Regions from separate parts of the Zea mays genome. Here all the other regions are linked to region 1. The links are chromatin contacts, called in public Hi-C maps. All regions are on one chromosome and are shown on one strand. The core of a region is the stretch at or near the end of the contact, and the rest is flanking DNA. Distances in the headings are between cores, read along the strand shown.

The links. Hi-C and Micro-C count contacts between places; a contact is called where the count stands out from the background.
Region 2: a contact with region 1 is called in a Hi-C map of leaf, with 2.9 times the contacts expected there. The contact joins the promoter of LOC109939959 here to the promoter of LOC100274128 in region 1. A contact is called at or near these places in 2 of 25 Hi-C or Micro-C datasets (both in leaf).
Region 3: a contact with region 1 is called in a Hi-C map of ear, with 2.5 times the contacts expected there. The contact joins the promoter of LOC100382817 here to the promoter of LOC100274128 in region 1. A contact is called at or near these places in 3 of 25 Hi-C or Micro-C datasets (ear, leaf and tassel).

Annotation. Positions count from the first base shown.
Region 1 is chr5:165,316,178-165,320,535 of Zm-B73-REFERENCE-NAM-5.0, forward strand. It overlaps LOC100274128, which reads left to right and starts at 1,995. Exons shown (of 2, transcript NM_001148506.1): 1 at 1,995-2,319. The coding sequence starts at 2,068.
Region 2 is chr5:165,163,971-165,168,328 of Zm-B73-REFERENCE-NAM-5.0, forward strand. It overlaps LOC109939959 (protein ROS1A), which reads right to left and starts at 2,456. Exons shown (of 18, transcript XM_020538530.3): 1 at 2,244-2,456.
Region 3 is chr5:165,470,102-165,474,459 of Zm-B73-REFERENCE-NAM-5.0, forward strand. It overlaps LOC100382817, which reads left to right and starts at 2,633. Exons shown (of 17, transcript NM_001361683.1): 1 at 2,633-2,770; 2 at 3,069-4,064. The coding sequence starts at 2,749.

The DNA.
Region 1 (4,358 bases), core at 745-3,244:
GCGATCGTGAGCTTCCATGTTATGTGTTGTGATACTTGAGACTTTTATTATGACTATGTATGAGATATTGTCTCTTATTATGACTGTATGAGATGTGTCTTATTATGACTATGGATGAGACTTTTGTGATGCAATTGATGAGACTATGGATTTAAATATTGTTATGTGATGCTGGTCAAATAAACTTCCTAGAGGCCAACTGGGTCGTAGGAAGTTAGCCAGCAAACTTCCTATGGGCTACATTCAGCCATAGGAAGTTATCCAGCTAACTTCCTACGGGCTACAGTCAGTTGTAGGAAGTTAGTCAGCTGATGGCGCTGACAGCGCTGACGACGTGAAGCTACTAACTTCCGAAACCTACTAACTTTCGAGAGGCTCCTTTGGCCGTAGGAAGTTAGTTTAACTTCCTAGAGCCCTCTAAGAAGTTAGCTAACTTCCGACAAAAAATTTCCAAGAGCTAAACTTCTGACGGGATGACTTTACTTCCGAGGGTTTAGCTAACTTCATAGAGTTTAGTGCTAACTTTCTAGGGTTTAGGCTCTAGGAAGTTCACTATTTTGGTGTAGTGCACCCATGCAAGGGTGTGGCTCCCACTTTATCCGCTCAAGGTTCAATTGCTCTCTACTGTTTGATTCTTCGTCACTCCGGTACAGTGAATCACCCACAATTATTTACAATATGAGTTGGATCGCCCACAATCTCTATCGTGTGATCATCAAACTATCGATAAACCACCCATTCATTTAGTAATATCAATCACCAAGAGTAACAAGCACAAACTATCACTTGATTTGAACAAGTGATGATGGATTTAGAGATTGTAATGATCTTGGACACCTTGCTACAAAGGTGGTTAAAACAGATAGACATATATGTTTCAGTTTAGTGTATCGTCTTGTTGAGCTTGCATTAATCTTGCCAGTGGCAATTGCAACTATTGAGAGGGCCTTCTCTGCTATGAACATTATCAAGACTGAAAGAAGAAATAAAATGGGTAATGAATGGATGAATAACAACATGCTATGGTATATTGAGCGGGATATGTTTGTAGATAATAAAGATGGAAAGATTTTGAAGCATTTTTAAGGCTTAAGGACTCAGAAGATAGATTTACCTCGTAACATAAACTAATGAACGATATGTATTGATTATTGTATTTCTAGAATTCGTATCGACTGATTTTTAGGCTACATATTTCTTGAATGTTTAAATTGTATCTTGCTTCTTATATCATATTAAACATCAATTATATTTTTTTGTTTGGTTTAATTTTTTTATAGACTTAGCTTAGTAGCCTCCTCTTCGACCAATTCTGGATCGGATATAATGTCTATCACTAAAAAATAGCATCGTTAATTCCTAAAATAAATCTAAAAACTATGAGCACCTACGTTAAATTGAGGTATTGAGTTTGGGTTGGTAGGTCCCACCAAAATGAATCAGATCAACTGAGTTATGTTTAGTTTGCCACTTTAGCCTTACTTTATTTACATGGTATAACAAACTAATTGTCATTTTAATGAAGTTGGTGAAACTTTTGATAACATTATATATTGTTGTCAAATTCATGATCCAAACAACAATGTTTTCCAGTTCATGAGTGGATTTTCAACTCAAGCCTGATTGTAACTCCGAGTCTCTGACTCTGACCCTCACACACAGTCACGATACTCACGTTTCTTGACTTGGAATTCGGATGACGCGTTCTAGAAGCAAAGCCTAAATTCCTATCTACTCGGTATACAAATAATGAACTACTACTAAAAAGCAAGGAAACTGACAGACAAAGGGCGTGTTCGGCTGGCTACAAGCCGACACTGTTGCAGCTGTTTGGACTGCTGCAGCTGCAATCCATAGAGAGAAAAATACTGTAGAAGCCGCAGCCGCAGCCGGATTGCAGCCGCAGCAAGCCGCAGCGACAAGCTGAAAATAATTATGGTGACAAATCCAAGCCCACGCGGCCGAGGAGACTCCCCCCTCCACTTGGGAGTTGGGATCCACCAACCTTCACCCACTCGCAGCAGGCAGCAGGCGGCAGCAGCAGCACGCGCTGCCGCAGCACCAGTCATGGAGGTCGCCGGCGCCCGCGAGCCCGGTAGCGGAGGAGGAGGAGGTGGCGGCGGTGGCGGACCAGCCCCGTTCCTGCTGAAGACGTACGAGATGGTGGACGACCCGTCGAGCGACGCGGTGGTGTCATGGAGCGACGCATCCGACGGGAGCTTCGTCGTCTGGAACCAGCCCGAGTTCGCCGCGCGGATGCTGCCTACCTACTTCAAGCACAACAACTTCTCCAGCTTCATCCGCCAGCTCAACACATACGTGCGTAACAACGGCTCCACCTCCCTGCTCTGCGCTGTCTGGCTCTTGTATATGGTGCGCTGCTCGTGTTGGTGATCCGGGGCACTCCTTTGGTTGGAGTGGTGGGGGATTTGGGCGTTAAGGTTGCGCGGGTGAGAGGGATCGTCCTCCTTTGGTTGGAGTAAAGGTGAATTTTGTGCTGTTTCGTTTTGGGGAATTTTGCGTCGTGATTTGGGCTCAGAGGAGCCTTCATTTCAGTAGCCTTCTGCCGAATTGTTAGTTTATCTGGGTTTCTATTTTTTGGTAGATTGATTGGTTGGAAACATAGAATTGGGCCAAAATAAATGCTGGGAAACCGAAAACTCAACATGTTCATGTTCCCCAAAGTCCAAACACAATGTATGGGTGTGTGGTCGTGTGATGTTGTTCTAATATAGCTCCCGGCTAAGAATTAGAACTAGCCGCATTCAGTGAAAACGCCATAATTCTGTGTATTGGCGGACCCGACATGTACGTAGGGAGTGTAACACATTGGATCTCTTAATCCTAGTCATACCTAACTTAGCTTATTAGCCAAATACAGAATCCGTGCAAGGCATGAATGTCTAACATGCAAATATGTTTATACCCCTATTATCAAAACTGTAGCAGGTCGAATGTTAAGATTGGACTGAAATTTGATTAAGACTGGCGTTGGGAGATCTTTGGTGAAGATGTCAACATACTATGGTGAGGTGGACAGAATGCGGACATGGCCAGAGGCAACAGGCTCATGAACGAAATGCAATTGGATCTTTACATGTTTGGTACTCTGATGTTGTATGGGATCTGTGGAGAGATACACTTAGGGGTGGTAATAGATCACGATCCAAATGCCCCATCACAAAAAGTTAGGGCCCTTAAATAATGTTAGTTCAAAAATAAATAAGTGATTCGATCCTTAAAGTTTATAGTGTAAAATCTAGAGCCCATTATCATCCCTAGATACACCACACCAAATTATCATAGTAGACCAAAGTAGCCTGATCGAGAGGAGAGTGAAGTTCCATCAACAATTGACGAAGCCATGCAGCCTCGATGACCTCATTGGTGACAATATGGTACTCGGCCTCAGCACTAAAGCAGGACATAATCTGCTGACGCTTAGATGAATAATTGATAAGATTGTTGCCAAGAAACACACCGTAACCAGATTTGGACCAACGACTGTCAGGGTAGTCGACCCAATCAGCACCAGTATAAACCACTGGAGAGGCTGGAGCTGTCCGATGGAGAGTGAGGCCATAGCCAAGAGCGTCGTAAAGGTAACAAAGAATCCGCTTGACCAGAGCAAGGTGAGGAACTCGAGGGTCATGCTTGTATAAACAAACCTACTGAACCGCGTAAGCAACATCATGACGAGTGAAGGTGAGGTACCGAAGAGCACCCGCAGGGCTTTGATAGTCTATAGCATCAGGAACATCATCACTGGCTGCTGAGAGCTTCGAATGTGTGTCATCTGGGGCGCTAGAGGATTTGCAGCTAGACATGCCAGCATGCTCGAGGATCTCCAAAACATAGTGATGCTGAGAGATGCATGGAGGCAGGGGCGGACCCAGGCCCATGGCCGCCTGGGCCACGGCCCGGGGCGCAGGCCCATTAATTATTTTAGAAGATCGGAGATCCTGGGCAAGCAGAGCGCCGACCGCCGAGCGCGTGACGGCTCGCCGCGCGCGAACCCTAGTTCGCCACTTCGCCGGCTCGCCGCGCGCCGCGCCCCGTCCGACCGTCCCCGTCCTCCGCGCGCCACACCTCGTCCCCGTCCGCCGCAGCCCAGCCTCCAGTGCGCCGTCGCGCCACACGCCGCGCCCCGTCCGCCGCGCGCCGCGCCCCAGTCCGCCGTGGCGCCGCCCCATCCGCGTCCAGGCGTCCAGGGTCCGCCGAGGCCGAGCGCTCGCCCAGCGGCCAGCGCGGCAGCGGCCTAGCCGGCAGCCCAGACGCCCAGTCCGCGTCCGCCGAGCGCCGAGCCGGCGCCCACCAGCCAGCCGCACGCGCCTAGCGATTGCCGATTGGGATTTGGG
Region 2 (4,358 bases), core at 1,206-3,705, 150 kb before region 1:
TCGTTGTAGCCTTTGTGGCCCTCGGCGAACCCTGCATCCTTGGGATGAAGTCCGATGATTGGTTAGACGATATCGACTAGGCCGATGGTCAGGGTCCTACTCGGCCTTCTCCCCAACACCCAACTCTCCTATCAATGTCATGTCTACATTATAAGAATTTGTGGTAACCTATATATTACACATGGCCTCATTGGGCCCACTCTCCTTATAAATGCACCAAAGGCTTTGCAGCCAATGCAACTGCATGTGTTCCCAGGTCACACTTCCAAATGAAGAACTCCCAACTCTTGCGACGGTTTGAAACTAACCTTATATTGAACTATTTGGCAATGTGCAGAATGACCCACGCTCCTTGGTCCCAATATTAAACCAGCACCACCAACAGCATGCATATAGGGCTTCAGATGCATGTTCTGGATACCTGAACAACTCCTTGGATGCTACATTTTGTTCTTCACTTAGCAAAGCTTAAAATGTGTTCATGTCTTTCTTTGCATACTATGATCTATAGACTATAGACTATAGAGCCAAACTTTGCTCAGCAATGGTTGTGGGTTGTGATAACGTGTGGAAGCGGTTATCCAACTCCAACAACGTCAGTCGTGTACATGGAGGATTTAGTCATTAGCATTGGAACTAAGCTTTAGTTTCGTTTCTGTTGAACACCAAAAGTGACGGACGGTCCGCGCCCCCGCGATCAAATTGACTCAGGTGATTATACTTATCTCGTGCATGGTTATCTATCTAATCACGTGGGATTTGTTGGCTATCACCTAGGAACGGGTCCAGACATCCCCCTATATATATGAAGGGGTAGGACCGATTGAGAACCCCCGAACACATTCCAATCGAACCTATCTACTTTATTTACCTTTCCTGCCCTAGGAGTAGATGTAACGTAGCTTTAGTTGTAGACTTCCGCATATCCACCTCCAACCTATTCGACTCTACGTTGTCTAGATCCGTCCTGGGGTGGCCTGCCGACCCCAAGATGACCCTAGGATCTTACCCCTCCTGAGGGGCAACATCTACTTCATCTACTTCACTCAAGACCTCTTCCTCAAATTGATCTCTTAATTCCAAGACGACTTTACGTCGTCTGGGGACGCCCGGGTGACCTACTGACCCAGAGCACCCTAAGGTCTCTCCTCCAGGGGGCGGGATCTAGGTTCTACGAGGAGAAGAAGATGACCCTGCGCCATCACGGACCGTCCGGACAGTGCGCATTGAATAAGCCACTTCTGTCGCCAGGTCGCGGACCGCCCGACCCAGAGCCACGGACCGTCCGCGTCGCCACAGCGAGCACCGCCAGGCGACCCGGCGACTAGTCATGGACCGCCGCCACCGTTCACCTCGCGGGGCCGAACTCAAGGTATTGCTCATCACGAGAAGGTCCTAGGGTTCATTGTTGTTTCGTCCCAAATAAGTGGTGGTGACTCAGTGCTCTAAAGATCTTCAACTTTATTCAACCCTACATCATCTAAAGGTGTCAAGTACTGCCAGACGGTTCATTATAGTGTTTGGTGACCAAATCAGCGCCAACATTTTCTATTTTTATAACTCCCGACTATGAGAAGGAGACCACAAATGATGTCAAACAACATGCATATCATAGTATAGTACAATGACACATAAGCAATAGCAGCAAACTCAGCATTTTATCACCAATGCAAACTAAGGAACTCAATCTAGCTCCCACAGTTTTTCCGGACATGTGCACCTTGGCCCACAATTCTCTCTTTTTTTAGAAGTGGCCCGCAGATTTTGATTCTCCAATGAGGCAACGACTAAGAATGCCTCGATACTCCAAATCGAAACTATATTGACATTGGGACACTCTTTCACGCAATTATTAGAAGAGTAATTCATCAGAAAAATGTCTAGGCAGCAGCACGGCGGAGCAGCATTCTATAGGAAATCCAAGAGCCTTCGCCCCATCTCTAAACCCGTTGCCTCCTCTGTTATCTCGCCTCTAAACCATTCCTACTGCGGAACTTTGGGAAGCCGAACCCAAAATAGAAATTGAGGCGGACAAAAACGCGATTCGCCCACCCAGAACACCTCCCGAACGAACCAAAACCTGTTCAGCGACCCAGAGAGGGAAAAAAAGGAAAACAGAGTGAGCTCCTCTCTCCTCCACAGGCGAAATTACCCGCGAGGCTCCCCGCAACACGACCCACATTTCGGCACGCAGGAGAGCGGAAGGCGAACGCAGACCAACCACATACCCTCCAGAAGCTCACCTCGACGGCGGAGCAGATCGGGCGCGCCCGCCGAGTCCCGTGGTCCACCCGATCTTCGGAGAAGCAGATTCAGCGGACAGCCCCAGACCAGGCCTCCCCCTCCTCCCTCTGGGCTCCGCGGACGGAGGAACTGCCGGGGGCCGCCGCCTGCCTCTCCCTCCTCTTCCGCCCGCCGGAGCCGCGCCTAGGAGCGAAGGAAAGCGAGAGGGAAACCAAAACTAGACCAGCAGAAGGGAGAGAGAGAGGGACGGGGGGGGGAGGTGGTTGGGTCGCTGCGACTCTGGGTGAGAGGAACCACAGTCTATCTAGAGAGAGAAAGGAGAGGGGGCACAGAGAGAGTGGGTACTAGTAGCGGTACGAGCTGTACAGGAATGAACCTCTCACTGCCTGGTGGACCCTCCACTCGTGCAGTCGTAGGGATCTCCCTGGCGCGCGTTGCGCGTTCGATGCATTTCACCGCCAGGGCGAGGCCACGGCCAGCCGGCAAGCCCGGCACGTGTTTTTCAGCTCGCACCGAGGTTGGGGCCACTGGCGGGCCGAAGCTCGGGACTGGCGGTGGCGGGCACGCAGTACGCCACCACCTGTCGCCTCGCGCGTGCCTATTCGCCTGGCCGATTCGTCCCCGCGGGCCGCGGCCGTTGAAGGCCTTCCGCTTCTGCGCCCGCCTCGCGGGTGGCATGAAGTGATGGCGCGCCTCGCGGATCGGACGGCTGGCAGGGCAGGGTCGATTGTTGGACCCGAATTCGGTGGGCGGCAGCGAATCTTGGGCAGGGGTTCGGTAGGGTCCGCGGGGGTTTTACGGTACTGCGGCCAGCAGCTGCACAGGTCGATACGAATCTCCCGCTTTTATAAACTCGTAGGACCCATGTTTGTCCCTACGCTTCCATTCTGTGGTGAATGTCTCGATACTTAAATCCAATCTATATTGACAAACACTGCGGCCAGCAGCTGCACAGGTCGATGCAGGGGCGGATTTACGACCGGGGCTGCCTGGGCTGCAGCCCCGGTCGCGGCCCAATAACGAGAGACCCAGCTTTTCAGCCGCCAGCCCAGCGCAGCAGCTTCCTCAGCCATCAGCCCCACATCTTCGCTACCCTAACCAGCCGTCCAGCCGCCGCCGCGTCGAGGAGAGCCAGAGCCGTAGCAGCAGGCACGCACGGGCGCACACGGCCACCGTCTACCGGCCACTGCCCACCGCGGCACGCTGCATGCCGGCACCGTGCGTGCGCGTCTGCGCCACCGCCCAGGCGCCCACGGCTGACGGCTCCACGCGTCCACGCCCCGACCCGACGCCCGGAGCACCGCCGCCGGCCGCCGCACGCCCACTGCCCGCTGGCCCACTGCCGCACCTCGCCTAGTCGCCTGGAGCCGCCGCCCGCCGAGACCGAGCCGGACAGCCGCCGAGTGTCCGACAGCCCGAGCAGGCGAGCAGCCGTGCGTGAGCGGTGAGCCCTTCTGCCCGAGTTTGATTTGATGTTCCAGCCGTGCGCTCCCTCCTGGGCTCCTGGCCTCCTTCACATTATTGGAGCTAGAGGAGCGGCCGACATCCCATCGCTCGGTGCCCCGAATCCAATCGCCTGGTCAAGTCTGTTGCTGCCGGAGGTAGATGGACGCCTTATCGTGCTTTGATTTGAAGTCTGTTACTGCGGCAGGGGCAGATCTCTTAAGAGGCGAAGACCGAAGTCCGAAGGTGAATTGCTTTGATTTGATTATTTATTTGCTTAATTGTTTTGATTTAAAGTTTTGATTTGATTATTTATTTAGCAGTAGTCCCATGTTTATAGAAATAAGATGGAAAATTTTCTCATCAAAAACCAGAAAAAAGATGTTTAAATTATATCTTGTTTCTTGTGTCATATTAAACATCAATTATATTTTTTGTTTGGTTTAAAAAAATTATAGTCTTAGCTGGCTAGCCCCCCTCTTAGATCAATCCTGGATCCGCCACTGGGTCGATGCAAACTATATTGGATCTGTTTGGTTCAGGGTTTTTTATCAGTTTTTTTAAATTTAGCTGTGGAAAAATTTGACTGCGAAAAAAATTGAGTATAGTAGGGATTACGTGTAGAGAAATATGAAGTGGTTCAAATGATTCATGATCTAGTGATTCAAAGG
Region 3 (4,358 bases), core at 1,383-3,882, 150 kb after region 1:
GCCGAAGGTACAAATGTAATATATATCATATATTACTTTGTCAACATATGATACAAATCTTAATGTTATCTAACATTCAATATGATATAAATAATTATCATGATGTTACATTTGTAAATACATTTTTGTATTTGTAAATGATGAAGACTTGTTCTTCATAACCTTCGTCCGAGAATCATCATTCTCGAAAGGATTTGATGCTTCGAAGGACGAATGTCCTTTACATTTAACATTTGTGTTGCCTTGTTTTGTGATTCAGCAATAAAAAACAAGTAAACAACAGCCACATCCGTGAAAAGCGTGTGCAACGTGGGCGCGGGGTGGGGGCGTGCGGGCGGGGCAGGATTATGGATGCTGACTTTACACTCTTAATAGATTAGTATGGATTAGGATAGCAAGGAAGGCATCCACACCCTGGTGCCCCTGCCCTCTCCCATGCCCGCGCATGGAAGCAGCCTCCCAGCCTCGCCCTCATACCCTCGAGATTTTTGTCGTCGACCACACCACTTCCATCGTCGCCCCCAGCCTACCCCCGTCCTCGCGATGCCCCCTACGCGCCAACGAGAAAATTACCCCACCCCCAGCTCGCGATGCCTGGCCATGGTATGTTGCCTTCCCCCATAAAAGCCGCCTCCACTCATGTCGCGACCATCCTCCCCCTCTGCTACATGCCACGACTGCCCCCGCACCCGCGCATGCCATGGCCTCTCCCTCCGCGAAAGCCACAACCGCACCAACAACCGTCGTGCATGTCGTGACCTCTAACTCCGTGCCTCGCTGCGACCGCGCCAGCATCCGCCCTACGCCTGACCCGAAACCCCCAGTCATCCTCAATCGGGAGCCGCACACAACCTCCCCCAGCATGCACGGCATGCGGTAGAAGCGGCGGGAGGTTGCTGGCAACTGTATAACCCTTCTCACCTCGATCTAGATCCAGCCACCTGCGCGTGTTACCCCTTCTTCGTGGTCGTTTGGGAGCTGTCATAGGTGCACCCGTGCAACTGCGGCCAGGAGCACGAGGTGGAGGCCGCCGTCGTTGTCCACAAGGCCTTCAAAGGCTACTTGGTGAGTTGGTAATATTGCCCGAAAAGAAACACATTCTCTCTCTCTATTTCTTTGTGTTCATGGTTCGTTGCTGTCTTTTATTTCCTTTCATTGAAAAAAGTAAATCAAAATAGTTCTGCGGAAGATGTAGAGGAGGAACTTCAAACCAACATAAGATCAAAATTTGATGAATTCAGATTACCCACGACAGAGGTTGCTCAGTCACCATAGTACACAGTCCACGACAGAGCAATCGAACGTCACCTAGGGATCGACGACACGTTAGGACGCGTCAGTGGTCAGCGCAGGGGCGGGGGTTGTAGATCGATGGTTTAAGTCAGCACGGCGCGGTGGCGGAGCGGGTCCTGCTCCTGCGAGTGGTGGAGCTGGCACAACGTGAGGAGGAGGTCGTGCAGGAGGCGACCGGCCCACGGCGCTAGTACCTCGCCATAGCGGCGGCAGAGCAAGTCCTGCGCCAGCAGGATCGCCTCGCGGACGCACCCTGCGCGCCGACGAGAAGGAAGAGGTCATGCAAGAGATGACTGGCCCATGACGATGGCGGAGCGGGTCCCACGCCTATGGGTGGTGGAGCTGGCGTAGCGCGAGGAGCCTGTCATGCAGGAGGCGACCGGCCCATGGCGTCTACACCTCGCCATGGCGGCGGTGGAGCAGGTCCCGCGCCTGCAAGTATAGGTAGAGGCGGATCCAAAAAGGTAAAGTGGGTCATACCCTGCTTAATTTTATACACCCTTTTATGCCTAATGGTTATTTAGTGTTAAGTGTAGAAAAAATTAAAGTTTCGTTTAGTATAAAGTCCGGTTCCAAACCTATAAAACTAATAGCTAGTGGCTAACATTAGCCAAGAGGTTTAGATGCCCAACCCAGCTAGAACCAGTTAACAATTAGCTCTAAAGGTGTAGAACATGGCCTAAAACAACCCTGTCATGATCCTCCTCATCGAATCCTTCCGGATCAGTCTGACCCTAATATTTTGGATACCATATAAACGAGTTTGCTCGCAGCCCCGTTTTTGCCACCGATCCATTTCTGATGCAACGTCGTCTGACTCTACGTCTTCTTGACGCCTCCGTCTCTTGCCCTGTTTTTACCATGACACTGATCCACTCCATAAGTTAGATCTAGCTTGTCGCAACAATATAATCTATCTTCGATGATTGATTAAATCAGGAAGCCATGACATTTATGTGATTTTCGTAAATTTTCGTCCAACGTCCGCCGATGTTACAGCAGATCGCGAAAGACTGGTATGTTATTGGCGGCGCGAGACAGGGGAGCATCATTATCCAGAGCTGCGAGCGGGCGCTCTCCACGCGGGTTCGGACGTTCGGTGCATTTGGCGCTTGGGATGCGGGCATGCGGCCGGTTCACGCGATGCGGGGGGCGGCAGCGCCGGGCCTGGCAGGCGCGGGGGGAGGGCGGCGCGAGGAGCGGATCCAGTGAGACCGTGAGAGAAGGCGCGGACGGGGAGGACGTTAACGACGCACGAAACGGTTTCCTGTAGAAAAGTAATCCTTTATAATGGCAGAAGAGAAAGGACGGAGCAAAACAGACCCCTTCTTTACTCTAACCATATCTGCCGCAAACCGCAACACACAATCCAGAGCGAGGTCGTGGCGTGGACTCCAAATCCTTCCTCTTCAGGACTCAACAGCGGAGTTCGCTCCGACCACGGGCCCTGCTGCCATGGCGGCGGCGGCAGATCTTGGTGAGTCCGGGCCACCGCGGTGGGCATAGCCGATAGGCTCGTTGCTCGTTCTTCCTTCGCATGCGTTGGTTTCTATGCTTATGCACTTGTAGGCTCACCTGGATTTCTCGTTTTGGCATTATTGTACTGCAATGCATCTACAAAAGTCTTATAGATATGCATTCATAGTCAAAGCAATCTATCTAAAAAAAATCTTACAATTTGAGTATTTGCCAGTTAATGTGCGGTGTCCGTGGTAGCGGGGAGCCTCCTTAAATCTGGTGCATCCATAATGATTTCTTTTCCTTGTCTGGATCAGAGCCTCAGTTGGGGATATCGCCGGCGACACCCGACATTGTCCGCAAGCTAGCTCGACCGTCCGGGACAACCACCGCAGTTGGCTATTGCTGCACTGCTCTGTACACCAGCACGGCTGCTGGCCCCGGAAAGGTGGACGGCGATGGCCTTGCCTCGGTGCCGTTGCATGCCCATGAACATTCTCAGTCCGCCGCACTGGATAATTTGGTCCAAGTGGACTGTGATCCCGTGGGCACTCAGGAGTCCAGCACCTTGCCTGCACTGGTGGGCGAGTCCTCTGGCAAGGTTGCACAGCAAGAGCAGCAGCACAAGGAAGGTGTTGATAGTGCCAGAGATGCAGGTGCTGCTTCTCCTGCCCCTACTTCTACTCCGGAGAACATGGAGCCCACACCTCGGAGGAGGGGGAAGAAGTCGACCAAGGGGGTTCAACGTCTCAAAGTGGCCAAAGATAAAGTGATGAAGCTCAAGGTGACCACGCCTAGTACAGTAAAAAAGAAGAAAATGACAGAGGATGATATTCAACATATTGGTGCCCACAGGTCTAATAGTGCAAGACGCAAGTTAGATTTGGATTTACATTCATCAGAAAGTAAAACATGTTTCAGCAGAGCCGAGCTGATGATTAATTTGAAGTGCATTGGCAAGAGTTATGGTTTAATCAGTGAACTGACTACACATAAGAGGAGCAAGAGAGGGAAAAAAAGGAAAATGATGGTAGGAAACAAGGAAAGTGGTCAGCTAGCACTTTTGCCTTACAACTGGACTACAACGGTTGCGGTATCACGCCCTCTAACTCATGTAAAGAAATTGCGGGCTAAGGTTTTGGGCCTTACTGATGAAACAATGCGGGTTTGTGCTGTTTTGGCAAATTGGAATGGGAGCGACAATGAAAGTTTTGAAGGTTTTGATATTGGCAATGGACCCGAATGGGATACAACAAGACAAATGTTTGAACAATTTGTGGATATATTCATTAATGCTATGTTTGATCTAATTGGTAATCATTCTATCCCTTTTTATGTTTTCGTTTGTCAAAGTGCAAAATGCAAGAAATATGACCACATTATCGTTAATAAAAAGTGTCAGCATAGAAGAAAAATGCCTTTTGTCTAACTTAAAAAAAGCTTAGGAAATGTTGCACTGTCGCAGGTAACTCCATAAGCTTAGTTTTTCTCCATTTTTGTCAGAAAGCTAGAATGAAAATTTTATTGTGGACTCAATGGGAAAATGAATTCTTGATAAAACTGTGAACTGATAAAATGAAATTCAGAGTTAAGTTAATTTCATATTT